Linked DNA regions of Mus musculus: all the other regions are linked to region 5. A link is a contact called in public HiChIP or PLAC-seq and promoter capture Hi-C data. All regions are on one chromosome and are shown on one strand. The core of a region is the stretch at or near the end of the contact, and the rest is flanking DNA. Distances in the headings are between cores, read along the strand shown.

The links. Promoter capture Hi-C pulls out the DNA fragments that hold promoters and counts their contacts. HiChIP or PLAC-seq counts read pairs in DNA pulled down with a chosen protein or histone mark.
Region 1: an H3K27ac HiChIP or PLAC-seq map of regulatory T cell precursor shows a contact between it and region 5, with 5 times the contacts expected there. The contact joins the enhancer-like site here to the promoter of Satb1 in region 5. A contact is called at or near these places in 1 of 15 datasets of contacts at CTCF or cohesin (large pre-B cells), 1 of 484 Hi-C or Micro-C datasets (double positive thymocytes) and 5 of 115 datasets of contacts at active chromatin or transcription factors (the SCID.adh cell line, double positive thymocytes, forebrain and 2 more).
Region 2: an H3K27ac HiChIP or PLAC-seq map of double positive thymocytes shows a contact between it and region 5, with 6 times the contacts expected there. The contact joins the enhancer-like site here to the promoter of Satb1 in region 5. A contact is called at or near these places in 3 of 484 Hi-C or Micro-C datasets (the P5424 cell line and double positive thymocytes), 7 of 115 datasets of contacts at active chromatin or transcription factors (the SCID.adh cell line, SST interneurons, T-cell acute lymphoblastic leukemia and 4 more) and 1 of 9 other capture datasets (adipose tissue).
Region 3: an H3K4me3 HiChIP or PLAC-seq map of the SCID.adh cell line shows a contact between it and region 5, with 14 read pairs. The contact joins the enhancer-like site here to the promoter of Satb1 in region 5. A contact is called at or near these places in 3 of 484 Hi-C or Micro-C datasets (the P5424 cell line, cerebral cortex and double positive thymocytes), 4 of 115 datasets of contacts at active chromatin or transcription factors (the SCID.adh cell line, double positive thymocytes, pro-B cells and 1 more) and 1 of 9 other capture datasets (adipose tissue).
Region 4: an H3K4me3 HiChIP or PLAC-seq map of the SCID.adh cell line shows a contact between it and region 5, with 14 read pairs. The contact joins the enhancer-like site here to the promoter of Satb1 in region 5. A contact is called at or near these places in 1 of 15 datasets of contacts at CTCF or cohesin (thymocytes), 2 of 484 Hi-C or Micro-C datasets (cortical neurons and double positive thymocytes) and 8 of 115 datasets of contacts at active chromatin or transcription factors (DN3 thymocytes, the SCID.adh cell line, double positive thymocytes and 5 more).
Region 6: an H3K4me3 HiChIP or PLAC-seq map of bone marrow-derived macrophages shows a contact between it and region 5, with 2.8 times the contacts expected there. The contact joins the enhancer-like site here to the promoter of Satb1 in region 5. A contact is called at or near these places in 2 of 39 promoter capture datasets (maxillary cranial neural crest and pre-B cells), 1 of 484 Hi-C or Micro-C datasets (the HPC-5 cell line), 5 of 115 datasets of contacts at active chromatin or transcription factors (bone marrow-derived macrophages, embryonic limb bud, embryonic stem cells and 1 more) and 3 of 9 other capture datasets (adipose tissue, liver and pancreatic islet).
Region 7: a promoter capture Hi-C map of pre-B cells shows a contact between it and region 5, with 2.3 times the contacts expected there. The contact joins the enhancer-like site here to the promoter of Satb1 in region 5. A contact is called at or near these places in 8 of 39 promoter capture datasets (the C10 cell line, HPC-7-derived erythroid cells, cranial neural crest and 4 more), 2 of 484 Hi-C or Micro-C datasets (CD4 T cells and group 2 innate lymphoid cells), 8 of 115 datasets of contacts at active chromatin or transcription factors (the SCID.adh cell line, bone marrow-derived macrophages, embryonic forebrain and 4 more) and 3 of 9 other capture datasets (adipose tissue, embryonic stem cells and liver).

What each region holds. Positions count from the first base shown.
Region 1 is chr17:52,211,548-52,215,515 of GRCm38.p6, forward strand. No RefSeq gene overlaps it. Among named protein-coding and RNA genes, the nearest start is that of Gm19585, 64 kb to the left of the region's middle. Within about 2 kb of position 1,599, at least 12 of the 459 cell types and tissues checked have an H3K27ac peak or open chromatin away from gene starts, as enhancers often do. A contact at or near this core is called in the SCID.adh cell line, double positive thymocytes and regulatory T cell precursor, where this site is marked.
Region 2 is chr17:52,280,637-52,284,667 of GRCm38.p6, forward strand. No RefSeq gene overlaps it. Among named protein-coding and RNA genes, the nearest start is that of Gm41600, 22 kb to the right of the region's middle. Within about 2 kb of position 1,480, at least 9 of the 459 cell types and tissues checked have an H3K27ac peak or open chromatin away from gene starts, as enhancers often do. A contact at or near this core is called in the P5424 cell line, the SCID.adh cell line, SST interneurons and 2 more, where this site is marked.
Region 3 is chr17:52,262,323-52,265,944 of GRCm38.p6, forward strand. No RefSeq gene overlaps it. Among named protein-coding and RNA genes, the nearest start is that of Gm41600, 40 kb to the right of the region's middle. Within about 2 kb of position 2,054, at least 13 of the 459 cell types and tissues checked have an H3K27ac peak or open chromatin away from gene starts, as enhancers often do. A contact at or near this core is called in the SCID.adh cell line and pro-B cells, where this site is marked.
Region 4 is chr17:52,298,184-52,302,236 of GRCm38.p6, forward strand. No RefSeq gene overlaps it. Among named protein-coding and RNA genes, the nearest start is that of Gm41600, 4.3 kb to the right of the region's middle. Within about 2 kb of position 1,773, at least 5 of the 459 cell types and tissues checked have an H3K27ac peak or open chromatin away from gene starts, as enhancers often do. A contact at or near this core is called in the SCID.adh cell line, where this site is marked.
Region 5 is chr17:51,830,778-51,834,743 of GRCm38.p6, forward strand. It overlaps Satb1 (special AT-rich sequence binding protein 1), which reads right to left and starts at 1,870. Exons shown (of 11, transcript NM_009122.2): 1 at 1,693-1,870.
Region 6 is chr17:51,380,562-51,384,566 of GRCm38.p6, forward strand. No RefSeq gene overlaps it. Among named protein-coding and RNA genes, the nearest start is that of C330011F03Rik, 66 kb to the right of the region's middle. Within about 2 kb of position 2,205, at least 28 of the 459 cell types and tissues checked have an H3K27ac peak or open chromatin away from gene starts, as enhancers often do. A contact at or near this core is called in bone marrow-derived macrophages and pre-B cells, where this site is marked.
Region 7 is chr17:51,407,169-51,411,351 of GRCm38.p6, forward strand. No RefSeq gene overlaps it. Among named protein-coding and RNA genes, the nearest start is that of C330011F03Rik, 39 kb to the right of the region's middle. Within about 2 kb of position 1,328, at least 90 of the 459 cell types and tissues checked have an H3K27ac peak or open chromatin away from gene starts, as enhancers often do. A contact at or near this core is called in the SCID.adh cell line, bone marrow-derived macrophages, group 2 innate lymphoid cells and 2 more, where this site is marked.

The DNA.
Region 1 (3,968 bases), core at 349-2,848, 380 kb after region 5:
AGAACTGTTGCTAAGTTGAGGATCTCAGTTTGATCACCAGACCAATTAAGAAGTGCCTTTTGATGAATAGCAGAAAGGCCTTCCTTGTTATGTCCTGCTGGTTTGCCTGACCCAGGAGAGCCAGAACAAGAGCTCTGTAGAACTGATCACTTGCCTACTAACATCAGCTGATTCACAAAGACCAACCCAAGCTTGGAAATATGCTATAGTTGGACATGGTGTTACACCCATGCATCTCAGCACCCAGGAGGCTGAGTTTGTGAGTTTGAGTCCAGCCTGAGTAATATAGCATGACAATGTGATGAGAGAGAGAGAGAGAGAGAGAGAGAGAGAGAGAGAGAGACAGAGACAGAGACAGAGACACAGAGAGAGACACAGAAAGAGACAGAGAGACAGAGAGACAGAGAGACAGAGAGAGAGACAGAGAGAGAGAGAGACACAGAGAGAGACACAGAGAGAGATTGAAGGCAAGGAGTGGTCAGCTTAAGCCAAATTATGGGAGAGTAAACCACTTAATGCAAAGTTCCTCTGGGTAAGGAATTTAACAGAAGGCTCCTCTAGTGCCCACTATCCACTCACCACCCCCTCCCCTGCCAGGATCATGTCCTTACTTCCTCACACTGCAAAAAGAAAAGGAGGCACATGAAATGTCAGGGCTGAGAGCACTTTGAGAAACCCTATTCTAAAACTTACATATCCTCTTCATCATAAGACAGCCATGTCTCTGGCTTATCTAAACCAAGCATAATTCCAGCATTTTTATAAACATTTTTCTACAATAAATATTATCTACTCTTCCAGAACCTACGTACTCTAAGACATGTGGCCATGCATAGTGTTGACCATAATAGAAAACCTTTTTGGTGTTATCAAGCTGAGCTCAACTTCTGACAGGGAAATCAAAATACCATTACTTCTGGCATTTATACATTTATATAAGTGGATTGAAAAATAGTTAGAATTCATTTAGCTATGACTACCCTTTTGTGTCAGAGGTGACTATCCACTCAACAATGCCAGGCTTGCCTTGCACAGTGCCACTGTGGCTGAGAAGTGTCTCTACAGAGAAATACCCCAAAGCCGTACAGTTGGGTGCCTGATCATGGGAATGATATACCCAATAGAATGTAAAGTAAACAAAATTGTCTTGAGCCACTTCTAAGCCAAGTGTCTTTATTCCTGACAGGTCCTGGAGACAATCTTTAGGGAGAGGTGGCAGTATTGCACAGAAGCACCTTCAGTCTGGAACACACGAGTTGGACTGTCATGAGGGAGAAAAGCAATTCTGTCATTTGTGGGCACTCTGCACAGCAACCTAGGTGTCGGCGAGCTTTCCCTGTCTCTCAAAATAATACAGCTTTGAAGAAAATATGATGGAACAGCATTCCAGAAAAGAACAGGCTGATCTTTAGAAAGTCTTGAAGAAGACTGGTAGCAGATCTCTCTGAGAAGATGTGCTGGTTGACAGTTGTGCTAAGTCTGCTGTGTTAAGACCTCAGAAAGGGCTTTTCAAAAGGCGAGGGCATCAAGCTCACACTTCCTGAAGCAGGAAGAAATTCAGCACACCTGTGGACAACAACTACTTGATAAAAGTGTGCAAAACAAACAAGGTGGAACACTCTGAGCTGAGAACAGAGAAAGGTCACAGAGACTCTGTGGTGAGGAGCTGGGGTGCTACTACAGCTAAGACAGGGAGCCACTGGTATCTTAAGATGGGTAAAGATGAAGAATGGAGATCCCTAGTTTAGACAGAACACTGTTGTGTGGGAAACGGCTTACCCTATGGCAGAGCTGAAATGGAGTTTACTCTGAGAACAAAATCTTTTCATGCCTCTGTTTTCCTTAGCCCAGTTCTGAGCCCGCTGTTCTGGCTCATGCTTTCCTAGCCTTGGGTAATATTTTCTGTTCCTCCTTTCTTCCCCTCCCAGAACTTACATCTATTTTAGTTTGACTAGAATGCATTTCCTCCAATGGCTTTTTAAAATTTATTTTATTTCCCCACTCTCTATCTCTCCCTCCTCCCTTTTTTCTACCCTTCTTCATCCATTTAATCCCCCCCCACCCACAGTATCTCTTACTTCCAGGCCTTCACACACAGTATTTTCCTCTGTCTTGGTCTTGTATAGTCCCATTTGTTACTCCAGTTTCAGCTTAGCTAGCAATTCATGTTAAAAGCTTTCGTCTCTTTCATAAGAACGAGTAGGACATTCTATTCAATGTATCCAGAGGCTGTAGAGCACTGAGGCTTATTGTGTTATGATTTTCTATCTATTAGAATGTAAACTGCACATCAGCAATTCATTCCTATAGAGTCCACCACATATACAGACATTTAATAAATAGTAATTGGATGAATACAGACCAATACTGAGTCAAAAGGACTTTCTTAAGGTTACAAAAGGACCCATCACCTGGAGGGCAAGAAGAAATGCATTTGAAATGGGATAAGAATGAATGGAGGAGGTTGCTAAAATGGTCTCATGTCATGTGCTCCAACCTCACTGGTTGCTGGTAGACAAGCATATCTAACTTATTTCAGCGGAATGTTGGACTCACCATTGCTTCAAAGAGGAACCCGCTTCATAAACTGGAGAGAAGTACATAAGTATTAAGTGATCTTTTAATCATCCAGCAACATAATATTGCTATTATTATAGACACTTGTGATGGACTCATTTTTCTGTCTGATAGGGGAAAACAGCTTGGGAATTTTCTTAAATATGCAGACATTCTTGTCTGGCAAATGTTTGGTGATAAAGGTCACTGTGAACTTATCGAGAAGCTCTGCGGGACAGAAGCAGCGTTTATTTATGTGTATTTATGTGCTTATTTACTGATGGCTTTGCTGAGGAAAGCTATATTGTCAAGTGCTCTAATTAAGAAATAATAATGTAATTGATTTTTTATGGATTATCTTCAATTGAGTCCCTTCACAACAGCAAACTCTCATTGACTACCCGGGATAATTGATGGCTTCTCGGCACAATGCCCTTGGCTGATTGCAGAGCCGTTGACACAATGCACAACAACAATCATGAGTGAGCTTGGTACTCACAGTGGTGACCCCTAGAAAGGCAGGAAGCTGAAGTGGGAAGGATGCTATCATTTCAATGAGTGACACAGGTCGAGGGTTGTTTTTTTTTGTTGTTGGTTTTTTTTTTGTTTGTTTGTTTTTGTATTTTTTTTTTTAATGAGAGGGTTGAGCTAAACCAGGAGTTTAGGAAATAGTGAGAAAAATGCAACAAAACCACTTAATCACATGTGCAACTTATGTGTCATGAGACATATATTTAAAACAGGCCCAAGTGGTAACTATAGTTGAAGTGAGTATGGGAAATACAAACTTGGATTCAGATCTCTACCACTGACCTCAGAATAGCTCAAGGATTCCCTTCATAGTGTGCTCTAAGGTACATCTTCAGGTTCCAGCATGTAGAGTTAAGTAGTATGTTGGCAAGGACCACCAATCTCAACTTGGAGTAATGTGCTTCAAAACATATCCTACTATGGTCAATTCTGAGTATCAAACTTTGGTGAAATTTGAGGCATCTTCTGTTTATTAATTTGCTTATTGCAGTGTATGTGTGTGTGTGTGTTCTGTTATCTGTGTGTATGTGCCTATTTAAACATATGTATGGTTTGACTCACAATCTCACAGAACTCTTGAGTTTTCTTGTTTTAGCAGGTGTTATGGAGTTTTCATTGGCCTGATTTACCCAGGAGGGCTGTTGATAACACTGGTTACTGGCTGGCCACTCACATTGACTCATGTGGCAATTAGGAAGATTATCCAAGATCACACCATGTCTTCATGATGCCTGCACTCATACTTTTTAACCTCATGGTTGATTTATCCTCATCTCCAAAATAAAAAGACCCAGCTATACTACTTATGGATGGAGATCATACACACAGTCAGTGAATAAACAACTTAAGCCAAACAACTCTTCAAGGCTGAAGGGATGAAA
Region 2 (4,031 bases), core at 230-2,729, 450 kb after region 5:
AAGTTGGTCAGCAACCCCTTGTAACATAGCAAGTACACGCACACATGTGAGCAATATACTTTTCCCTCTGAAAAATATCAAAGAGTAATTTCTGGGGATATCTCCAAACCTATGCTGTCTTATAAGCAACTAAGTCCCATGCAACTATGTAAACTAATTTATCAAAACTAAGTAGCATTGAAAGTCACATGTCCAGTGGCTGAACTGATGAGTGGCTATGCATATTAAACAACTCAGATAGAGAACATTTCTGCTATTGCAGAATGTTCTGTGGGGATGTGCAATGCTTCAGCTTCCAGCCGATATTCTACACAAGGCTGGTGAGATCTCAAGCAGTATGCTCACTCAGTTCAGATTCCACTATTTAAATATAACACCTTCTTCCTTAAGCCATATCTGCTTTAGCTCAGATACAGTAGGGACTAACCCCACATACTTTCATTGACTTAGCATTTTTCTGGAGTATCTATTATTTGATTGGCATTCTGCAGAAGGATCAGGATAATAAATTCAGAGCTTTCCATATGAGTAGATCATAGACAAATGCTAGAGATACAGAAAGTGATAATATCTTTAGCATGCAGAAAGGGTAGCAACACAAGCCATTGCTGTGGGAGTAGGAGTGTCAAGAAATAGTGGCCAGTGCTACCATGCTGTTTCACCTGGTTAGTACTCTATTCTGAATAGTCCAACTGAACCAATCTGTAAGAAATTACCCCATGGGAGTTCCCCTGACAGTTGGCAATTTAGTTGCTGTCCTTGGACTTAACTCTTCTCTTTTACCCCTCCCCACTTTACAGTGTAAGATACCTTCTTGTAATCTGCCCCAGAGACGTGGAAAGTCAAATACAGACTTAGATTGGACTAGCCTCCCACTTGTCCCCAATAAATCATTTGAAATTAAGAGCACTTCCATTTGGAGTGGAGTAACGTGGGAATGCTGGAGGGCAAATGCCAGGCTGCATGGGGAAATGGAAGCCCTGGCCTACAGGCAAGGATGGAGTGTCACACTGTTCTGCATTAAGATGCCACTTTTGTTAGGAGGAGATTAAGCAATCTTTAGCCAGAGTCTACGTGTGTTGGCTTGTGGCTTTAAATAAATAATTTCTAGCTCAACATTTTCAGTCTCTCTTGTCTAGTTAGAGTTGCAAAGGGGAAAATCAAATGGCAGTGTTGTACCATCGAATTACCCCAAGGAATGATCTTAATATTTGACTTGCAAACTCTGATTAATACTGCATAGGTAATGCTTTTTATAGAAGGCACGGGTAGTGATCCACATGTTGTTTGGGGAAAGTGGAAGACAATTACACAGACAAGGAATCTGGAGTTCATCCTAGGGAATCGAAGAGCTGCACAGTGGATACCTGAGCATTCTCAAAGCCTTCTCTTGGGAGGAGGGAGCCACCAGCAGCATGGAGAAGAAGAATGATACCATTGTTTGGGGAAGGCTGTCAGGTGGGAGTATTTCCTCCATCACATCATGGTGTCTGCTTAGACTCAGGCACCAACTCTGAGGCTCATTTGCATATAAAGCATCTGGAATAAGCAAAACTAATTTGAATCTTCTTTTATAAAATGTTAGCTGGATTAAAGGATCAGGTAGCTGGTTCCTTTACAAGATTCACTGGAGGGAAGTCAGATAGAGAATGAGATAAAATCATTAGGCTGGTCCCACACTGGAAACAGTTCCCATGTAAATCCCGTCTCTAAAAAGTGTATGGGTGGGGGAGTTGCAGCTCTGTTTCATTCCCTCTAAACTCGGTGAGTTTCACAGCCCTGCACCCTTTAACTGCAGGCACACCTGCAACACTCTTATCTTACCCAAATTTCTTTGTTCTTCTGTTCTTCAGCATTACCACAAGATGTGGGAAGCCCTATAAGATGCCCTACTTTAAACACCTGTCTCTGTCACTGCCACAGTTTCTACTGGAGACCCAGAGGTAGCTTCTTGTACATCCGTATCATGATGTTGAAAAGAACTTCAGGCTGTGATAGCCATGGCATTGTTCATGTATGCAAGAGACAAGTCACTTCCAAGTTAGTCTTCAAAAATTCATAACGAGCTACAAATGCACAGCTGGGAGAAATCACAAGACTCTGTAATGAATTCCAATTCCTTCATTTAAGAGGAAAGGACACTAAAAGCGAAGGAGGTGGAGACTTCTGCAGGCATGAAATTAAAGACTGAGCCCGGCCAAGAATACAAACCTTCTTTTGTCTGGCTCATACTCTGCACTTTAGAATGGCATCTCAGTCCATTTATTTAACTTATTGACTTATTCAACAAGTCAATGCTGAGAAGCCACGAGAATCTCTGCATTCAAGCTCCAAGGGAAGACAAAGATGATGAGTTCACAGTTATTTTTTCCAAAGAGTTTATAACCAAATAAAAGAAATCACAATATGAATAGAAAAACAAGAGAAATAAAAATATGATGGGTGAGTCTGCAGTGATGGCCCAGAAGTGCCCAAGACTCAATGCTGGACTGTCTATAAGCCCAACTCCAAGGGATGCGACACTTCCTTCTAGCCTCTTGGTACCTGTATGCACATGTGCACACTCTGACATAAAACACGACTCATAATGGAAAATAAATCTTTAAAATAATGTTAGTAGCCAGAAGTAGAAGATGGACAGAGCTCTGGGGCTTATAGGACATTTTATAAAAATGAAGTAGGCTCTTAATTAGGATGCTCAGTGATTTTTAAGTACTGTTTGTGCTCATCAGACCATGCCTTTCAGAACTAAATGAATCCACTGGCCTTCCGTGGTAGGTGGTGATGTGTTTTCACCCAAGGCCTTGCTCCAACTGTCTGTACCACTGAAGGATAGTGCATAGAGATTTGGTGATTTTTTCTATTTCTTTCCACCCCTGTCACTGGTTAAATTTCCAAGATCTTCATGACCATTTTGCTAATACCACCCAAGAAGCTGAGTGTCTGAATAAGATTTATTTAATGTTTTTTTTCTGAGAATTTTTATCCTGAGTGGGTATTGGAGTTGGTTAAGTGGTTTTCCTGCTTCTGTTGAGATGATCTGATCAAATGGTTTCATTTTTTATTTTGTTAATATGACGAATTGGTGTTGACTGGTTTTTTTAATGTAAACCCCATAGAAAAGAGTAAGCTTTCCACAGCATTTTTGTTCATCATTTTCTTTTTCTCATGTCTCTTTCTTCCTTCATTGCTTCTTTTCATTTTCCTCCTTTGTTGTCCCGGACTCTCCCACCTAGTGTATGGCTTCTTTGTTACAGGGGTGGCATCTCTATGGAATATTGTCTTCCTTTTTTCCCTTCAGACATTCGGATTGTCATTTTTTTTCTGAGATCTGTTTCCTTCCTTCCTTCCTTCCTTCCTTCCTTCCTTCCTTCCTTCCTTCCTTCCTTCCTTCCTTCCTTCCTTCTCTCTCTCTCTTTCTTTTTCTTTTTTTTTTTGAGACAGGGTTTCTCTGTATAGCTCTGACTGTCCTGGAACTCACTTTTTAGACCAGGATGGCCTTGAACTCAGAAATCCACCTGCCTCTGCCTCCCAAGTGCTGAGATTAAAGGCATGCACCACCACTGCCCAGGTCCTTCCTTCCTTCTTTCCCTTCTCTCCTTTCTTTTCTTTCTTCCCTTCATCTTGAACTTGTAACCCTCTTCCCTCAGTCTCTGGAATGTTAGTATTACAGCATCTGCTACCATATGTAGCTCAAAAGTCTGGTTCTCTTACTCTCTAGGTGGATTTGAGTTGTTTCCCTATCTTTGTATCACTTAGTAAAACTCATGTTTGTCCGTATATGTATATACATGTGTATATGTTTGAGTGCATGTTTATATGGGTGTATATGTGTGTGTATCTAGTATGGTTGGAGGCAACAATTGCCCAAGTGGGCTGTGTCATCCTGATATCATTGTTCTCTCTCCTTCATGCTGTTAGAATTCATGTTAGTTTTGGGGAAGGGAGATCCCATTTGACTTTCCTCTCAGGTCTGCCTGAAGATTTTAAAAGTGGTGAAAAACAGAGTTCTTTCGATATTAGCATGCCAG
Region 3 (3,622 bases), core at 804-3,303, 430 kb after region 5:
CAGTCAGCTATTGGATGGCTCACAGGGCCCCCAATGGAGGAGCTAGAGAAAGTACCGAAGGAGCTAAAGGGGTCTGCAACCCTATAGGTGGAACAACAATATGAACTAACCAGTACCCCCAGAGCTCATGTCTCTAGCTGCATATGTAGCAGAAAATGACCATTCAGCCATCGCTGAAAAGAGAGGCCCATAGGTCTTGCAATCTTTATATGCCTCGGTACAGGAGAACGCCAGGGCCAAGAAGTGGGAGTGGGTGTGTAGGGGAGTTGTGAGGGAGGGTATGGGGGACTTTTGGGATAACATTAGAAATGTAAATGAAGAAAATACCTAATAAATAAAAGAACATATATGGAGACATAACTACAGAAGCAAGGAAATTTTAAGAAAGCCTATACCCAACAAAACTGGAAAATCTTGATGAAGTAGACAGTTTTATAGACAGATTCCAGGTACCAAAGTTACATCAGAATCAGGTAAACCATCTGAACCGTCCTATAACTCCTGAAGAAATAGAAGCAGTCATTAAAAGTCTCCCACCATAAAAAGCCGAGGACCAGATGTGTTTGGTGCAGAATTCTATCAGATTTCAAAAAAGACATAATAGCAATGCTTTTCAACCTCTTCCAAGAAAGAGAAACAGAAGGAATACTATGTAATTCTTTCTATGAAGCTACAGTTATGGTGATACGAAAACCACACAAAGCCCTGACAAAGAAAGACAACTTCAGATCGATTTCCATTATGAATATCAATGCAGAAATACTCAATAAAATTCTCACAAACCAAATCCAAGATCACACCAAAGTAGTCTTCCAACTTTTCCAAGTAGTCTTCAATCCAGGAATGCGGGGATGGTACAATATATGGAAATCCAGCAAAGTAATCCACTAAATATACAAATAACTCCCCCACACACCAATATACCACTTGCATTCTTATGTTTCTTTCAGGTGCTTTTAGATCCACCACAAGAACTAGGTTTCATTCTGCTCTTGAGGATGCTTGCAATGGCCCCATTTAAAAATCAGGTAACATGGTAAAAAAAAAATTGATTAGGGGATCTGATGGCATCCTTAGTAACTGTTATAAGGGGAGGCCTTCTGCTCAAATATGATTGATTGGGGGTAAATGGCAGTGTTTCAAATGTTCCTAAAGAATAATAGTTTGGCCAATCCTGACTAACGCAAACTCTTTACATTGCACTGCAGAATGAGTTCTTCATGAAGTCCTCAAACTTTTTTTTTTTTTTTTTTTTTTTTTTTTGAGTTCATGCTTTGGTAGAGGAGGTCTTTAGCACTGGTGCTATGAAGATGGATAGGCATTATTTCTGTTCCCTAAGCACTCATGCAAGTGGAGACTGAGAGAAAAGAGAAATACACAAATGTAAAACCCAGTCTACTTTATGCTGTGAGAAAGACAAATAAATTGCAGAACAGTGACATAAGTCAGGAGTAGAAATAAAGTGACAACAGATGGAAAGGAAATGATGGGTAGCCATTTAATACTTCTGGTGCTTGTTAAAGATGAATTAGCTAGATGGGATAAATAATTACCACAAAGAGTTAAAATAGTATTGAGGAAGATAGCAAGTATCTGAGGAAAGATGGAGGAAGAGGGTGTGAAGAGGCAGAGGTGGCAGATGAGACCAAAGCCAAAGTATGAAGGACCATTTGTTTAGAACTAATCATAAATCCAGGGGAAATTGAACTAAGGTTCTCAGTTGAAGAAGGATATAATGATGCCACTTTAAATCACTTATGCTGGTTATCCATTTGGTTGGGTAACACCTTGCACACTGCCTCTGCCTGTCTGGGCTTTTCACAGAGGTTCTGAGCATTCTTGTCAACGTGAGACCTCAGCTACACAGAACAGTATTTCTTCACCTTCGTGCCCCATACTCTTTTCTGCTAATAAGAGCTTGGAAGATACAACTAGGAATTACAGAGAGTTACCACGCCAAAGGTAACCCTCAACCAGTAAGAAGATAGAACTTGGCAGAGAAACAGGCTAGCCTTATATCTTCTGTGTGAGCAATTCTGAGGTGTGTATTCTATAATAGCTCTTAGGAGAGGCCCCAGAGGAACTGAGCTCCAGTGCTCAGGGTAATCAGATCTGTAAGCACTAGTGGTTTTCCTTTCATCTTCCAACATCATTAATACACACCCCATGGGCCTAGTGCTGTAGTTCAGAGCTGTAATGACCCTCAGAAGCCCATGTGTTAAACAACTGGCCAACAACATAATGTTGTTCGGAGGTAACAGAATCTTCAGAGGTAGGACTTAGAGGGAGGTTTCAGGTCATGGGGCCCTGATTCCTCCTTTCTCTTCTTCCTTCCTGTCCACCACTAGCTGAGGAGTTTCTTTTACCACAAGAACTTACCAAGATGGCCCATCTCATGTGCAACCCAAGCAGAGGGGTTAACCCATCACAGGCCATTTCATTTGTGAAATTCTGAACAAAATAATCCTTTCCTTTTTAAAAACTCATTCTCTCAGGTATTTGTTATAATAATGGAAAATTCTCTCACATACCTCCTTTCTCCACAATGAAATATTCACAACCAAATTTGCACTTTAGTCTCTGCTTTCTGGGAAATCCAAATTAAGATTAATAACAATGTCAAGAATAGACGTATTAAAGATTTTTAAGATAGAGTCACAACTCTCATAGAGACATAAACACAGTTTTGTGAACACATGTCAAATATTTATTTAATTTATTAATTAATGAGAGTTTTACAACAGTAGTTCGAAGAAGAATTTGCAGCAATACACAAAACAACTCTCATGAATACAAAAATAAATTTACAACTGATATGAAACTGCCCCATCCCCATACACAATGGGAGAAAACTGTTCCTTTCCTATGCAGATAGACTATACAAAAGTGGATCTGCTTGTGTTGCTACTAGTGACCTATAATTTATGGAGTTGCCAATCGGTCAAATACAGTGAGAGTCAGAAACAATGTTGGGGGCTACTAAGCAGGCTGCCAAGGTGACTTCTTTGTACTTAGGTATTTTTCAAAACCTTTCATAATGTTTTACAGATGAAGTGGGGAAAATGGTAGATAAAAGTCAGTATAAATGAATTGAGTCCTATATAGCAAATGCTAAACCCCTAACCTGATAGGAAAGAAGGAGAAGGGCACTAGACAACTGATGGTATTTGGGAATGGGATGTGTAGACCTGAAGGATGGTGCCACATTTGTGAAGGCAACTGGATTCCTCCATTGACTGGGCCACATCCAGTGAAAGGTCAGGGGAGGAGGAACTCTGAAAACACTCTTGTTGGGGAGAGGAAACTGTTCTACCAATCTCACACCACTTTTTTTTTTAATGGAGTGAAGAATTTTATTTTATTTTATTTTTTTTCTAAATCTGTTTTTCCTTTTATTAGATATTTTCTTTTCTTTTTTTTCAATTAGGTATTTTCTTCATTTACATTTCCAATGCTATTCCAAAAGTCCCCCATACCCTCCCCCACAACTCCCCTACCCACCCTTTGGCCCTGGCGTTCCCCTGTACTGGGGCATATAAAGTTTGCAAGTCCAATGGGCCTCTCTTTCCAGTGATGGCCGACTAGGCCATCTTTTGATACATATGCAGCTAGAGTCAAGAGC
Region 4 (4,053 bases), core at 523-3,022, 470 kb after region 5:
TGAGCTAGTTGGCCTTCAGGCTCTCCCGAATCCACATCACCAGGGTGAGCCTGAGGTCAGCTCACCTGCATCCACACCCCCCAGAGCCAGCTCTACCTAGTTGAGGCACTGGCCCACTCTCTCTCTCTCTCTCTCTCTCTCTCTCTCTCTCTTTTATTACGTATTTTCCTCAATTACATTTCCAATGCTATCCCAAAAGTCCCCCATACCCTCCCTCCCCACTTCCCTCCCCATCCATTCCCAAATTTTTGGCCCTGGCGTTCCCCTGTACTGGGGCATATAAAGTTTGTGTGTCCAATGGGCCTCTCTTTCCAGTGATGGCTGATTAGGCCATTTTTGATACATATGCAGCTAGAGTCAAGAGCTCCGGGGTACTGGTTAGTTCATAATGTTGTTCCACCTATAGGGTTGCAGATCCCTTTAGCTCCTTGGGAACTTTCTCTAGCTCCTCCACTGGGAGCCCTGTGATCCATCCAATAGCTGACTGTGAGCATCCACTTCTGTGTTTGCTAGGCCCCGGCATAGTCTCACAAGAGACAGCTATATCTGGGTCCTTTCAGCAAAATCTTGCTAGTGTATGCAATGGTGTCAGCGTTTGGAAGCTGATTATGGGGTGGATCCCTGGATATGGCAGTCTCTAGATGGTCCATCCTTTCGTCACAGCTCCAAACTTTGTCTCTTCCTTCCATGGGTGTTTTGTTCCCAATTCTAAGAAGGGGCACAGTGTCCACACTTTGGTCTTCATTCTTCTTGAGTTTCATGCGTTTAGCAAATTGTATCTTATATCTTGGGTATCCTAAGTTTTGGGCTAATATCCACTTATCAGTGAGTACATATTGTCAAAAGGGCTACAGCCAGCCTGAGAGGGGCCTGGGACAGATCTTTGCTCTCATGTTCTCAGGGCTGGCTCACTGGTGCCTTTACCATCAGAGCCAGGTCCACTATGTTGCTCCATCAAGATGCAGGGCCTGCTCTATCTACCAAGGGAGGGGAATGTCCAGCTCTCCAGTTGTCATAACCTCAGGGCCAGCTCTCCTAACTGCCTCCAGTGGCAAGGGACAATGGGGTAGAGGGCATCACCCCCATGTCTGTGCTATTCTGAGGTGCTCAGAGCAGAAAAAAGGCAAGTCAAGCCCTCCCTCCCTCTAGCCCCTGGAGCTGGCTCACTCTCACCCTCCACTCCCACCCCCACCTACAGCCAGGACTAGCTTTGCTGTGCTGCCCAGGTGAGGTACGGGACGTGCTCTACCAAGAGCTATAGTCAATGAGGGTCAGGGCCAGCTCACTTGATCTCAAGACCTCAGGGCCAGCTCTACTGACTGCTTTAGGTGGCTGGCTCACTTGTACCCCACCTCCCCCATCGGGGACAGCTCTATTGTGCTGCTCAGGCAAGGTATAGAGGGGCAAGAACTGTGGCTAGTTAGGGACAGGACCAATTTTGTAGTGCCCTTGAACATGTAAGTGTGCTCAGGCCTTTGCCCAGACCAAGGATGTCCACATGGTGTCTAGTGGTAATATGAACCATGGACATGGACAAAGACTCCTGCCACTGCATAACCCTCAGAAGCAGCACAGGTTGAGACGTCACTATAGCCTCAGCAGGCCGCCCACTCACAAGAGACTATTCCTCTCGACCCTTGTGTCTCCAGTTCCATCTCTCTTCACAATGCTCAAACTGTTCCACTTCTCTTTCTCCCCTCTGTCTACCACATACTTGCACATTGCAGTGGCTTCCTCTGTAAGTGGGCAGGCCTCTGGCTGACCTCAATGCCAGCATTGCATAATGTGGCAGCAACAGGGCCTCTAGGTGTCTATGGTCCCTCCACCCCCTTTGCGGCATGGCAGTGGGCAGGTTTTTGGATAGCTGTCCCTCCCACACTGAAGCATTGCATGGTCACTGGCAGGGTTTTGTGTAACTGAGGCCTACTCATGTCCTGTAGTGGCCCGGAGGTCTCTGGACATCTTTCCTATCAGTGCTACCTTTCAAGTAGTACTTTCAAACTGGTTTATGTGTAGAAAGATCTATTTTGTCTCAAGACTCCAAAACCACTTTCCCCAAGTACTCTGAATATGCATATAATTTTTAAAGAGGTTTTATATCTTATTTCTTTTTGGAATTTTGTTTTATTTGTGTAAATATTAAGAAGTAGATGTTTAAACTTGTCTTTCCTAAGAGAAAGTCAATGGGGATGGAAAGACGGCTGATTAGTTCAGAAATATATACTGCTCTTACAGAGGACCCAGGTCTGGCAGCTCGTAATTAACCCCATATCCAAGATATCTGATACCCATTTCTGGCCTCCATAGCACCTGTATTCACAGGCACATAACTGCATGCAGACTTATACACATGCATAGTACATAAAAATTTTTAAAAATATATCAACTGTCTTAACATCATCTTATGAAGTATACATGTAACACACAATACTTCTATGTCCATTGATCCATGTCTGAAATCCCCATCACTCTCCACAGATGAGTGCTACGACACATTCATATCATTTGCTGAATTGCTGCTTTTTTATATATAGTATTTGGATAGACACAGTACCTCATTATTTCCTGTTTTCCAAGAGATCTTTGCTCTATTTGTCAACATTCTCTTTCATTTAAACTTAGAATTAGATTTGTAGTATGTGTGAAAGACTATAATGGAATTTTGATTGAGAGAAGATTAAATTTATAATTCTGTTGAAGGAAACTGACATTTTTCAGTGTTGAATTGTCCCAATAACCAAATGCTTCTCTTCCTCACTAGAAGCGGTACCACCACAGTGTTGAGGTATAGTTTGAGGATATGTGTGTATCCAGAGCATTCAGATATTCTTCATTTTCTTGATTGAACTTCTATTTTTCTATTACATCATCAACTTCAGGTGGATGTTCAAATATGTTGGTATTGTATATCTGTATCCATGGTGATGCCACTCACGCTCTGGCTTGTACAGTCACCATTTCTTTTGAACCAAACATTTCACAATTGTGTTTATTTTATTCAGAGAACATGTCTGCGGTGATTCACATACATTTTAGGTCCCATTTTTTCTAATGATCTAGTTGTTGCATTTATCTTATCCTTATATCTCTTTTTTGAAGCAACTGTTCATAGTTTTGTAATTAATTTCATTTTTTAAAGCTATTTTGTTATTACTTTTATTCTTACTAAGCTCATTTATAGGATTCCTTTTCTATTTTTAAATGTATGCCCCTACACTAGGAAAGAAATCTTCTTAAACCCATCCCTACTGCCAATACAAAGGTACATTCTCTGTTGTTTGTTTCTTGTTTATTTTCCTCAGTCTTCTTTTTTATATTAATCGAAACTTTCAGACAAATTACAGTATAGTCCAACAGAGTGAGCCAAAGATATTAGCTAAATTGAACAACATAATATGCAGCACTCCAATTATTCAAATATTTTTTTTTACTGCAAGGTGAGTGCCAAGATCATTTATTTTATTTATTTTATTTGCATTAAATTTTATTTAGTTAATTTATTGTGGAAGGACTGGTCGTCAGGTTTGATGACAAGTGCCTTTATATAAACTGAGCCATCTTGTTATCCCTGTAATTTTTTAAAGACTGTAATATAAATTTTTTTTTGTCTTGTATGGTTTTGATAGTTTTGAAGAGCAAGACTCTGGAGCAATTTTGAACTGCACTTTCAGAAAGATAGATCGTAAGTCTAAAGCTGCTTCTTAACCTTGAAGTGAATAGTTATTACGTATCATAAAACATCACTATTCCTTGATAATAGTGAATAAAACTTCAGTATTCCTTGATAGGAGGAAGGTTGTAAATATGAAAACTCAGAAGACAAGAATGAATGTTGTCTTTGAAAGGACAAGTGAGTGATGACCACCACAGCTTGGCATCTGAAATTGAGTCTTCCTGAGAATGATCCAGGGGTCCAGAAGGAATATCTACAGAAAATATGTGAAATGAGTTGGCATTACCTCAAGCTAGAAAGTAATATCCAGCAAGTGACTATTCATGGCAAAACACAGAGATGAGCATGAATGGGCTCTTTGCTGGTTATATTTGGAGCAT
Region 5 (3,966 bases), core at 620-3,119:
ACCGCTGCTAAGTCATAGCCCGAGTTCCACATGGGAGATTCATAAAGGGTTATAGAGCCAGCACCGCAACCCTTGCTTTCTTTGGATTTAAAGTATGGCATAACTTACTCATCTATCTATCTATCTATCTATCTATCTATCTATCTATCTATCTATCTATCTATCTATCTACCTACCTACCTACCTACCTACCTATCTGGAGAATCTGACTACAAAATAAAATTTCACTCTTTCAGAAAATCCACTCTGGACAAGGTGTAAAATTAAGTAAAGTTTTTGGAAGGCTGAGCTTCTGTCACCAGGCACAAACACTGTAAAAAATCCAGGTACTGCTTAAGGACAGAACCTGACTTCTGGCAGAAAGAGACCAGACTCTTGCTCATTCCCCTCTTCTGTCTTGGGAAAGTTGGGTTCTCTGGCCTCCAAGGATACAAACATGGAACCCCAGCCAATCAATCGGGAGCAGAAAAGGTTCTCTCCAGGGAATTGGGTGTCTTCCGGTCCCTATGGACAAGTGAAATCCACGTCTTAACCCTGGGAATCCTACATGCCTCAGAGAAAGTTCTCCCAGAAAGGGTGCAGAGGTCAAAGTTGTCAACCGGACATTTTAAGAGATGAGCCTGTGGTTGACATCTTGTTAAGTAAAACCTGGCCCTGGTGGAGGCCAGGGTCAAAACCTCTACCCTGAGCTCTAAGCTGCTGTCCTCTTGGTCTTCTGGGATCATCCCAGAAGGGACCTGTTTAGCGCCTTTTGCTGGGCCAAGCACACGCACGTGTCACCATCTGGACCTGCCGCTTGCCCCCTCAGTCCCTTGCATTCGAGCTGCCCAACCCCAGTTCGGCCACCCTGGGAGCTCTGCAATGGAGGAACACTGTAGAAGGCCGCCGCTCTCGGGTGTGTACTGTCGCAGGGAAATGAGGAGTTGCCCCCTGGGCTGCACCTGTGGGGCCACAGTCCCAGCTAAGACACCATGTACCTCCCTCGGCTTCCCGCCCAAGCCCAAACCCGAATCACCCTCCAGGACCGACCCGCGATCGCCGGCGTGGGCTGCACGAGCGCTGTTCTTCGGCTCTCAAACTCTGGGCTCCAACTTGAGCGCCCAGCGCCCGAGTGGCTCTCGGGATAGAGAAGTTGCCACAAACTTCCCAGGCCCCTCTCCACCTCCGCTCGCCACCAGCAAAGTAGGGCTGGCCGGGAAAGAACAGGGGGAGATGAGATGGGAGAGGATGCTAAGTGAACTCCAGATCTGGCGCGCGACCTTTCCAACTCCACCCCGCACCTCGCCTCCTTCCCCGCACCGGGGCTCACTGAGCGGCTCCCTTTTCCCCACTCGCCCGCCGAGGGCTTCCCCCCACGCCGCCTTCGTCCTCTAAAGCGGGCCATGCCCACGACCTGGACTAAAGTGTCTAACGAGGGACTCCTGCCGGGCAGGTGTGCGGGAGAGGCAAAGACGCCAAGTAAGTCCGCATCCCGGCCATGACCCTCACTTCACCAGCCCAGTCCTCCCGAATGTCTGAGCGCGCTCGAGAGAAGGGCCAGCAAGACCCCGGCACGCGAGGGGCGCAGAGTCGCCCCAGCCGGGGCCACTGAGAAGTTTGGATCGGTTCCGCATCCGCAGAAAACGGAGGCGAGCCGGGCAAGAGACCCAGAGCGGGAGCAGCACTGGCAGGGAGCAAAGAAGCGGGACTCACTCAGGCGTGGAACCGGGACAGCGCGGGCCAGCGGTGCGGGCCGAGGCCGGGTCGGCTCCCCGCGCGGGCGCGCCGGGCGGCGGACTTCCCGGGCGGCGGCTGCAGCTGCTGCCACCTCCCCGCCGCCGAGCTGGCGGCCGCCGCGGAAGTTAATGGCAACTTGACTTCAAGTTGTCTCCTCTCCCCATCCGAAGTGGGCGTTTAAAGGGGGCAGAGCGCGGCGAGCAGCGAGCGGGGAGCGCGCGGGGCCGAGGGGGAAGGGAAGGGGCGGGGGCGGGGCGGGGCGCGGGAGGGGGCGCGGGAGCCGCTCGGAGCCCGCAGTGTAGAGCGCGGCGCGGGCGATCGGGGCGCCCCCACGAGAGCCCCCCGACGCTGGCCGGGGGCCGTGCGTGCCTGGGGCGCCGCGCTCTCGCCTCTCGCCCGCGTGGGGGGCTTGCGGACCCCACAGCGGGAGCGACCGGGCCCGGCCTGCCTCCCCCGCGCCCGCGGCCGCTTCTCCCCCTGGCGGCAGGATCCTGGGCGGCCGGTGGCTCCGAGAGCGCGCAGTGGAGCCCGAGCTGAGCCGAGCCCGAGCCACCGCAGCCGCCACATCCCTGAGCGCCGCCCGGGTGCAGGGTCGCTGCGGGAGAGCGACCCCGCGGCCGCCAGGGTAAGTGTGGGCGAGCCCCGGAGCCCCACCGCCCCGGCCCTCACCTGCACCGCCCCCGCCGCGCACCCTCGCCGCCCGCCGCTTCCTCTTGTCGTTGTTTGCCTGGGCTTTGGGGGTGCAGAGCGCGGGGCATTGGTGTGTGTGTGTGCCAGCGGAGGAGGAAGTCAGGTGAGAGGCCTGAGCACAACCCCCGCGCCCCGCAAGCCAGCTTGTGTGGGGTGTGTCGCTCCCCAGTAGGGGCATGCGGGCCAAGTTTTCCCCTCTCTTCAATGTTTGATGGAGAAGATCTTTCCTAGAGGGGACCTCCTTCCCTTCAAACTGATGGGCTCTTCTTGCTATCCTCTTCTCTTGGGCACCCCTATTGAGGAACACATAGTGGATGGAGGAGGAGGGGGCCTCTTGCAGACCCCCTTCTCAACCCCAGCTATTTGCATCAGTATCATTTTCCTGTCGGCAGCTGTAGGTCGACGCACCCAACCAGAAGGAGATGCTTAAGCCACTGTCCAAGTCTCTTCTCCCACCCTGACCCACCCAAAAGCAGGGGCAAAGAGGTCAAGAAATGCGGATTTCGTAGGAGGGGAGGCTGGGCCCAGGGACCTTTTCAACTGGTGAAGCTCCAAAGAACTCTGAAAGGTCAAAGTAGCTGAAGGCTTGGACCCCCAAGCTAGGGAGAAATTGGACTCTATCAACTTTAACCCACTCCCCTGCTACTCCTTCCCCACACAACCCCCAGCTCTAAGGAAGCTATCAACTAACAGGTCTTTTGTTTCCTGTTGTGTCGCCTTTGGGAAATTTGCATTGAACGTGACGATAGAAAATTACTACTGTTTACTCGAAGTTAAGGGGGTTGCAGAACGAAAACAGTTTTTACTTTTCTCTTTGTGTGTTTGGCAAGGAGTGGAGCTGTTAGGTTCGTGGCAGGAATTGCAGAAGCTCAGTTGTAAAAATAAGGACTGTAGAACTGCCTGGGTCTGTTTTTAGCAGCTGCACTTTCTTGCGTTCTTTCACATAAGGCTTGCTCTCTCATTAAGTCCCCATAAATAATTGTATGTGGAGCGAAGGCAGTCAGGGTGGCAGGATTGAGATTGCTGGGAGTTCCATCCCTCCAGCGCAGAGCTGTTTGCAGGCAAGTTCCTGGAAAGTGACTGTGGGCTGAGAATTCAGTTTTTCCTAAAAGCTCTGTCAGGTCCTCTTCTGTCGGTTGCCTATGAATCAAGCCTGACACGGTGGGTGACTAGCGATTTGAGCCTTGGTAGCAAACACGTCGACGGTGCAGTGGGAGTTTTTGTTTGTGTTTTGTTTTTTGGTTTGGTTTGGTTTTTTTTTGTTTTTGTTTTTGTTTTTTTGGTGAGGTCATTCTAAATGAAGCAAAATGACATAGTTCAGGCAGCTTTCTGAGAGCCCCCTCGTCCATCCTTGATTTCCCTAGAATTCTCCAATTTTTTCAACTTTTTTTTTATAATTCAAAATACCATGCCAAAGGCATAAGGACATAAACAAATATGAACTAATTTTCATTTGGGGAACTACCTCCTCCCCCTTCTGCTCCTCCTCCCCTTCTTCTTCCTCCTCGCCCCCCCACCCCCAAGCCAACGAGCCCCCTGGAAAGCAAAGCAAGAAGCTAT
Region 6 (4,005 bases), core at 955-3,454, 450 kb before region 5:
GATGCTTGTGATATTAAATTTGTGTAATATTAAATTTCAGCATTTCTACTTTTATAAACTTTAAAGTTGGCAATGCAGTTGATTTAATTGTATTTTACAGTTTATACTTGATTTTTCTTGGATCTTCGAGTAGTTCAGAGAAGTCCATTTTAAATGTGAAGGCATAATTTTTAAAGAGTTGTACTCTTTTTTTGTTGTTATTGTTTAAACTAAATTGTATTTTAGTAGCTGCAGATGGGATGTGTTTTGAAAGTCATTGATGCTTTGTGGTCAACATTTGATCAGTTTCTATAAATGCTTTGTATGTGAGACAAAACAAAAAAAAATCATAAATTCTAGCTAGCTGGTAAAAAAAAGACACAGAATCCGGGTGTTTTATTTATCTAAGTTGTACGCCTAGATGATTTTGGAGCTATTCTGACTTACATCTCAGCCCTCATAACTTGCTGTTTCTCCTGGCCACGTGCTCATGGTCTGTCTCCTCTCATGGCTGCTTCCTTCTTCCTCTTCTCCTCTCTCTTCTCCTTTCCTCTCTACCTGCTACTCACAGCCAGGAAACTGAAAGCCTGCCTACCTCTATTTAGTGCACAATCACATGCTTTAGCCTTTTATTGACCAATGAGTTTCAGGAGCAAGGTTTTTAACAACAAAACCTGGTGTGTGGGGGAATTCACGTGTCTTGGGGCAACCAGGTCTTGGGGTATAGAATTTAGCATTTGGATACATAGCGCACCAAAAACAATCCCCAACATACACTGTTCTCTAATCACAGCAAATTAAGTGTGTGTGTGTGTGTGTGTGATTTTAGAGTAAAAACTACGAGCATTAAATTTTGCTTTTTAATTACTTAGGTGAATATATTAAATCTCCTGGCCAAATGGTGTATTTACTAATTATTCTTTCAATTCCGTGTATTTCAAAGTTATGTCACTTGATACAATGGACTTTAGAATTGCCTCTCAAGGCTTGAGAGATGGCTCAGTGGTTAAGAGCACTAACTGCTCTTCCAGAGGTCTTGAATTTAGTTCCCAGAAACCACATGGTAGCTCACAAACATCTATAATAGGATCTGACATCCTCTTCTGGTGTGTCTGAAGACAACTACAGTGTACTCATATAAAATAAAGAAATGAACAAAATAAATCAATGAAGGATTGCTTTCTCCTTTCTGATTTAAAAATTACAAATATTTTACAGGATGCTGCACAGTATTCAGCACCCTGTGATTTGGAGTTAATATGGCTATTGTTTATTTTGGTTGGAGTCTGCACAGATCAACTTTCTAGCCTTGTTTATTTCTCATATTTTGTTTTCTGTGCACATGGGTGTTTCTTTTGTGGACATTCATAGAGCTGAACACCAACATTATTTGGTTTATAGTGTTTTGATTTGTTGTTAATATCGTATATACTTCGTTATGTTTGTATTTTTACTATTAAATATTCTTCTTTTATTTGTGAATGTTTCATTTGGATTTTCTTCATTGAGTTTAATTTCTTATTTTTTTTCTAATATTTTCTGTGATGCTATAAATTATATTCCTTTTTTTAATTTATGATCAACCTTTGAATATCCAACCATAGCATCAAAATGAGTATCTTCACCAAGACTCTGAACTCTATAATAATGGTCTGTGTTTTCTTTAGGTTGATTCTAAGATACTATATTTTGTCACTTTACATATTTCTTTAAGCCAGGCAGTGGTGGCGCACGCCTTTAATCCCAGCACTTGGGAGGCAGAGGCAGGCAGATTTCTGAGTTCGAGGCCAGCCTGGTCTACAAAGTGAGTTCCAGGACAGCCAGGGCTACTCAGAGAAACCCTGTCTTGAAAAAAAAAAAAAAAAAGTAAGAAATTTCTTTAAATATTTCTAAATGCATTGGTTTTTTAATTTATTTATTTTTAATTCTTTATGCTTTTTACTGTTCTTGTGGATCTCCCAACTCTGTAGCAAATAGATTCATTTGAAAGTATTTTGTTAGGAATTTTAGGCAGACTGTTATTTACCGCAGAAAGCCTCTAACAGTCAGATTGCGTCTATTCTGTGATGACTCCCACTGGGACAGGCGAGTGGTTCTTTTTCCTGGCTCTCCTGCTAGGGAGGGCCAGGGTCAAGCTTCCCTGGCCTCACTGAAGGTCTCCTTATTCTATAGGGTTGCGATCTTAGTACAGCCACATTGTGCTGACTCATGGCCTGCCTTTTGTGTGGTGAACGACTGTACTTCCTGTAACTAACACTTCCTGCTCTGACTTCCGTCTTCAGGATAATCTTAGCTTCTAAATTTTTTTAGTGTTCTGATTTCAAGTCCCAATTAATTATTTTTGTCTCAGTGATTTTTCTTTTTAAAAACAAGCCCATCATTGTTCTTAAGTGCATGTTTATTGTAATTTGTCCAGTGGGAATTTTTGAGATAGATCGTGCCTTTCCTATAAATGTCTAAACCATCCTATTGCTCCCCAAAGTAAAAGTCTGTCATCTTGCAATCTTTTCCCCCTTGAAATAGAGCTTCTCTGTGTAGCCTTAGCTGTCCTGGAACTTTGTAGACCAGGCTGGTCTTGAACTCAGAGATCTGCCTGTCTCTGCCTCCCAAGTACTGGGATCAAAGGCATGTGACACCACCTCCAGGCAATCACAATATATTCTTTTTTTTTCTTTCTTCTTTTTTTATTTTTTTGCCATGCCATTATTTCTTTTTCTTTTTTTATTTTTCAACTTTTTATTAGATATTTTCTTCATTTACATTTCAAATGCTATCCCAAAAGTTCCCTATACCCTCCCCCGGCCCTGCTCCCTTACCTACCCACTCCCACTTCTTGGCCCTGGCATTCCCCTGTACTGGGGCATATGAAGTTTGCAAGACCAAGGGGCTTCTCTTCCCAATGATGGCTGACTAGGCCATCTTCTGCTACATGTGCAGCTAGAGACATGAGCTCTGGGCTTACTGGTTAGTTCATATTGTTGTTCCACCTATAGGGTTGCAGATCCCTTCAGCTCCTTGGGTACTTCCTCTAGCTCCTCCATTGGGGGTCCTGTGTTCCATCCAATAGATGACTGTGAGCATCCACTTCTGTATTTGCCAGGCACTGGAATAGCCTCACAGGAGACAGCTATATCAGGGTCCTTTCAGCAAAATCTTGCTGGCATATGCAATAGTGTCTGCATTTGGTGGCTGATTATGGGATGGATCTCCGGGTGAGGCAGTCTCTGGATGGTCCATCCTTTCATCTTAGATCCAAACTTTTTCTCTGTAACTCCTTCCATGGGTATTTTATTCCCTATTCTAAGGAGGAATGAAGTATCCACACTTTGGTCTTCCTTCTTCTTGATTTTCTTGTGTTTTGCAAATTGTATCTTGGGTATTCTAAGTTTCTGGGTGAATATCCACTTAGTGAGTGCATATCATGTGTGTTCTTTTGTGATTGGGTTACCTCACTCAGGATGATATCCTCCAGGTACATCCATTTGCCTAAGAACCCAGCTGTCCCTGAACAGAGGAATGGATACAGAAAATGTGGTACATTTACAAAATGGAATACTACTTAGCTATTAAACACAATATATTCTTAATCACTCTCTAGTTTCCTTTCTTTTTTCCTTCCTTAAGCCATTCTCTGCATCTTCCACCAGTCATATTGTCACACACAGGGTAGCATTCAAACACTTTACCACAACATACATGCCATGACCACTCATCCACACTTGTCCTCTCTGTCCTCCAGAGCAACTTCCATCAGCCCTGTTTTCATTCTTCCCTTAAATAACTTCATATTACTTTTTTCAGATACTTATATCTGAGAGTGTCTTATTTGTTAGTTTGCTTATTAATTTTCTCTCCCTCTTCACTAAATATACATTCAATGAAGACAGAGGCATGATTTATTCATATATGTCCAATGCCTAGTGAATTTAAATATTCAATTTACATTTATCAAATAAATCAGTAAGAACAATGTTTACTGAATACCCGCTATGAGCCAGACACTGATGTAGGAGCTTAAGATAGATA
Region 7 (4,183 bases), core at 78-2,577, 420 kb before region 5:
CAGTTGTGGTTGCGCAAGGACTTGGGCTGTCCCTGGTGAACTGTTAACCAGGCTGGAACAAGCAGCCACATGTGCCTGTGGATTTCCTCTCAGCTCTACTGAGGAGGCAGCAGATGGTGTTGGGGGGAGCATGGTGGCTGTTGGCTGGGCCAGCTTTTGAGTAGTGCTAATTCTGACTTCCGCCCTCCATCTTCCACACATTGTTTTTGATTTCTGTCTGATAATTCTCCTTTGGACACACATTTTGTCTGGGGGAAGGGGTTGGACAAGATGGGTCTCTAGAACTGGACGTCATCCTACTTTTCAATGACTCCTAATCGGGAGGATGCTTTTATACTTGGTCTTTGGGGAGCATCAGAGGCCACTTACTTTTCCCCATTTGTACTGATAAAAGCTCACTGGTGACACAATGAATTAGACAGCCATGTTTAACCTCTTTAGGGTCACTGCCAATCTGAGAAGGTCTTTAAACTGCTTTTCCTCTTGATAGAACACCATACTACATTGATTCTGACATTGATTGCACCCTGGACAAAGTCACAATGACTTCTTATAGCTCAAGGATAAAGTCTCTATTCCATTCTGCCTTCCCCAGTCTGGACTTTTCTTCTTAGCCATGTATCCCATTTTCTGCACCAACAAGACGGGTGAACTCACTGTCTCAATGCCCATAAATCCCATCCATGGTGTGCCCTGTACAGAGCTCTGAATGCTGGTCACACATGTTTATTTTCCTCTCTGAACTCACTAGTGGGAGCTGGTGGGAGCTAACCCACCCCAACCTTCTAGTGATCCCTTCCAACCTCTTTTAGCAAATCCTTGAACACCTTATCACCATCACCATGTCCTCATCTGGGCCTATCTCTCAAGCTTTGATAATTTAAGTTCTCCTCCCTCAAGGAAGACTATAAGCTCCTAGAAGGCAAAGATATCTGACCCATACCACAGTGCTCTGCAGGTCAATAAACAACTAAAGTGTATTATGAAGAACCCAACTAGTATAGAAGGAATTATAATTTTTCTTAAAGATGACCTTGAAGATCTCACACTTGAAAATTCCAATAACACCAGCAATCTGTGTACTTGAAATCGATAAACTTAGTCATGAGTAGACTTTTGTACCAGCCTGGTTTGGAACACACAGTCAGTGTTCCAAACGCACGGTGGGAGGAACCTCTCCAAGGGTCGCAGAAACGGGGCTGTGTTCCTATCGCTGCTGTAAACTAGCTCTGGTGTTGCCCATGAGTGAAGCTGTACTCTTGGAAGCTCTGATCTCTCATCTGTGTGAAGCAGAGTATACTCAGCCTAGATAACAGAAAGACAGGATGAGGCTGGGCCATAATGGTGTGTGGCTCATGCTGTTGTCTAAGTTTAAACCTTGATGCCTGTTTCCTGTTTTCTCTCCATGACACTGCCCCTCCCCCTCCTATTCCCCTCCCCCTCTCCCTTCCGTTTCCCTTTCACTTTAAGTGTCAGCAAGACTGATAGCGATCTCCCTTTCTTTTCATTTCTTCTCTTGTTCTAACCACACTTCAGTGTGTCCTCTTTAGATAAACATTTCTCCTGCCACAGGTGCAAAATGTACACACAAGCTTCAGTTTGTAGCACTTCCAGGATTTTTCACTAAAAATGGAGGTGCGGTGGGGTGGTGGGGTGGTGGGGGGACTCTTTGACCCATGAATACATTTTCTTGTAATTAAACAGTGTGTCTCCACTAAAGAGTGCCAAGCTTTTCATAAGCATGGCTCCACTCATCTCTCATCTCCTGTCAGCTATTAGGGCTTTAGGGTGTGGCTGAGAAGATGTCCATTGAGCCAACCCATGGGACGACTGGGAAATTGAGACTTGGAGCACTCAGCAATTTGTCCTAGGGGTTTGACTGTGCCTTGTAGAGTTGGGGAGTGAAACGTGGGGCATGAGTTTCTGGCCCCTTCTCTAACTGCAAGCAGGGAAACAAGTCTGTGCAGGGTCTCAGGAAGAGAACCGATCCCAGTACAGGCACGAAAGGGTGCTGCCTGAGGATTAGGGAGTGATGAGTGAGGCTGGCCTTAGGATCTGACTGGAGACAGGCGAAGGAAAGAGGATTTCTCTGATTGAAGACCTTTCTAGACAAAGAAAAGGGAAAGCTTCCATTCTTCAAGACAAAAAGAGGTTTAAAAATACATATACAGGCCACTTTTAACTGTGTGGTGGTGTCCAGTGCTAACTACCAAGCTGCATTTATATGCTTCCGATATCCCAGCATCTCTCTGAGGTCTAGTTAGAAATGGATTTATCAGGAAGCTAATAGAGCTTAAGTACCTACCTGTACCCCTTAAAACTCTGGAACGCCTTGGTAATCGGCTCACATGGTATCGCTTGCAGATTGTGAAAGTAGGGATTTCTCGTTTTTTCTTGCTTTTGTCAAGAAAGTAAAATACATTAGACTTTTGTTGTTCATTTGATACATAACTTTAAAGGTACTTAGTGTGTGGGCAATATGCATTCTTGTTTCAGATGCTAATAAATGAGCTGTATTTCATTTCAACTTGTATTTTTTTAAGAGCACTCCCCATCTTGTTCCAAACATTTAGAAATTAATCCCTAGAATCAGCATTTCCCAAAAATACCAAGTTGTTTCTCCTGGCAAGGACACATGTAGGGCCTCTGGCTGGCATCGTGAGGTACAGGTAGAGGGCCGTTGTGTGAGTGTTCTGTCTTCCTTGCTGTCTCTCTCTCTCTCTCTCTCTGTGTGTGTGTGTGTGTCTGTCTCTGTCTCTCTCTCTGTCTCTGTCTCTCTCTCTGTCTCTGTCTCTGTCTCTCTCTCTCTGTCTCTGTCTGTCTCTGTCTCTCTCTCTCTCTGTCTCTCTCTCTCTCTCTCTCTCTCTCTCTCTCTCTCTCTCTCTCTCTGTGTCCTGCTGCCCTCCTCTGGGTTTCTTTTCTTCTCCCCCACCTCAAAGCCTGCAAGTCTGAACCACAGGCATCCGCTAACAGCATCACAAGGCTCTTGCTGGGAGACCTCCTCAGGATGGGTCAAGGTCAAGGTCAAGATTCCTTCTGAGTGTCGCGGCTTGGTAAAGCAGAGTAGAATATTTGGGGATATTATTTGTATCAGACTAAATCTGTTTAGGAAAGAGGTTTCAAACAACAACAACAACAATGGGGACTAGGTATTGACAGATATAATTCAGAAAGTTTTGAGTTTTGGTCAGTGGTACCAAGCTAATTGCTAGGTGGTTCCAGTTCTGGTAAGAACCTGATCTTGAAGCCTGTTAATCATTCAGGTTCCTTGGTAAGGCCAGGGAGATTTTAAACTGAAGATGCCCAGAGAGTGGACCAGGAAACACCTGGTCCTGTAGTGAGTGAGTGGTTAATAGAACCTCGGGGAAGAACTCCTTCTGATGCTCAGAAGGATGGCACAACTTCCAGTTAAAGGCCTGGAGGTTAAAAAGATGGAAGTGGAGTCTTTTTGAGGCAGCAGGCCTTGTGGTTAAGACCATTATACCAATGTTGTTTGGGTTTGATTCCCAGCAACTCCAGGTAACCTAGGGCAAGAAGCCTACCCTCTCTTGGCGTGGTTTTCTCCTCTATAAAATGAGGATGATATTAAATTTTCATAGAGTTTTTTCCTCATGAGTTAGTCTATATAATACACTTAGTATATCATGCCATATGCTATTATTATTCTTTCAATAAGATGAAACTTGCTCATAGTGAACTTTCCCTAGAAATACTAATAATACTAATTTTAGGACACTGGTAGAGAAAATGGTGTTTCAAGAGTGCCTAAAGATACACTGAAGGAAGCTTATGGAAAAGTAAAATAATTTGAACAGTCTGCTTTCTCCAGCTAGCTATAGACCAGCACAGACCAGTAAGCGCTGAAAAGGTCCTCCCACAGACCAAGGCTAACTGAGCTAGGTACACAATGCAATACGTCCTTTCTGTCTGCAGGCAGTGAGGCCCTGTGAATACCATAGAGGGATTCTTCCAGGAAACGCCATATTCAACACTAACACACCTGCTTCATACACCCTGAGCTCCAAATGGCGAAAACAAGTAAAAAAAAAAATTGATTTAAATTATGCAGGTGGAGGGTAATTAAATATTGATATAATAATTATTAAATTATGCAGGTGTAGGGTAGGTTTATGTGAAACTTCTGGAATTGCTACAGGAGTGGGGTAGACAATGAAAAACCCTG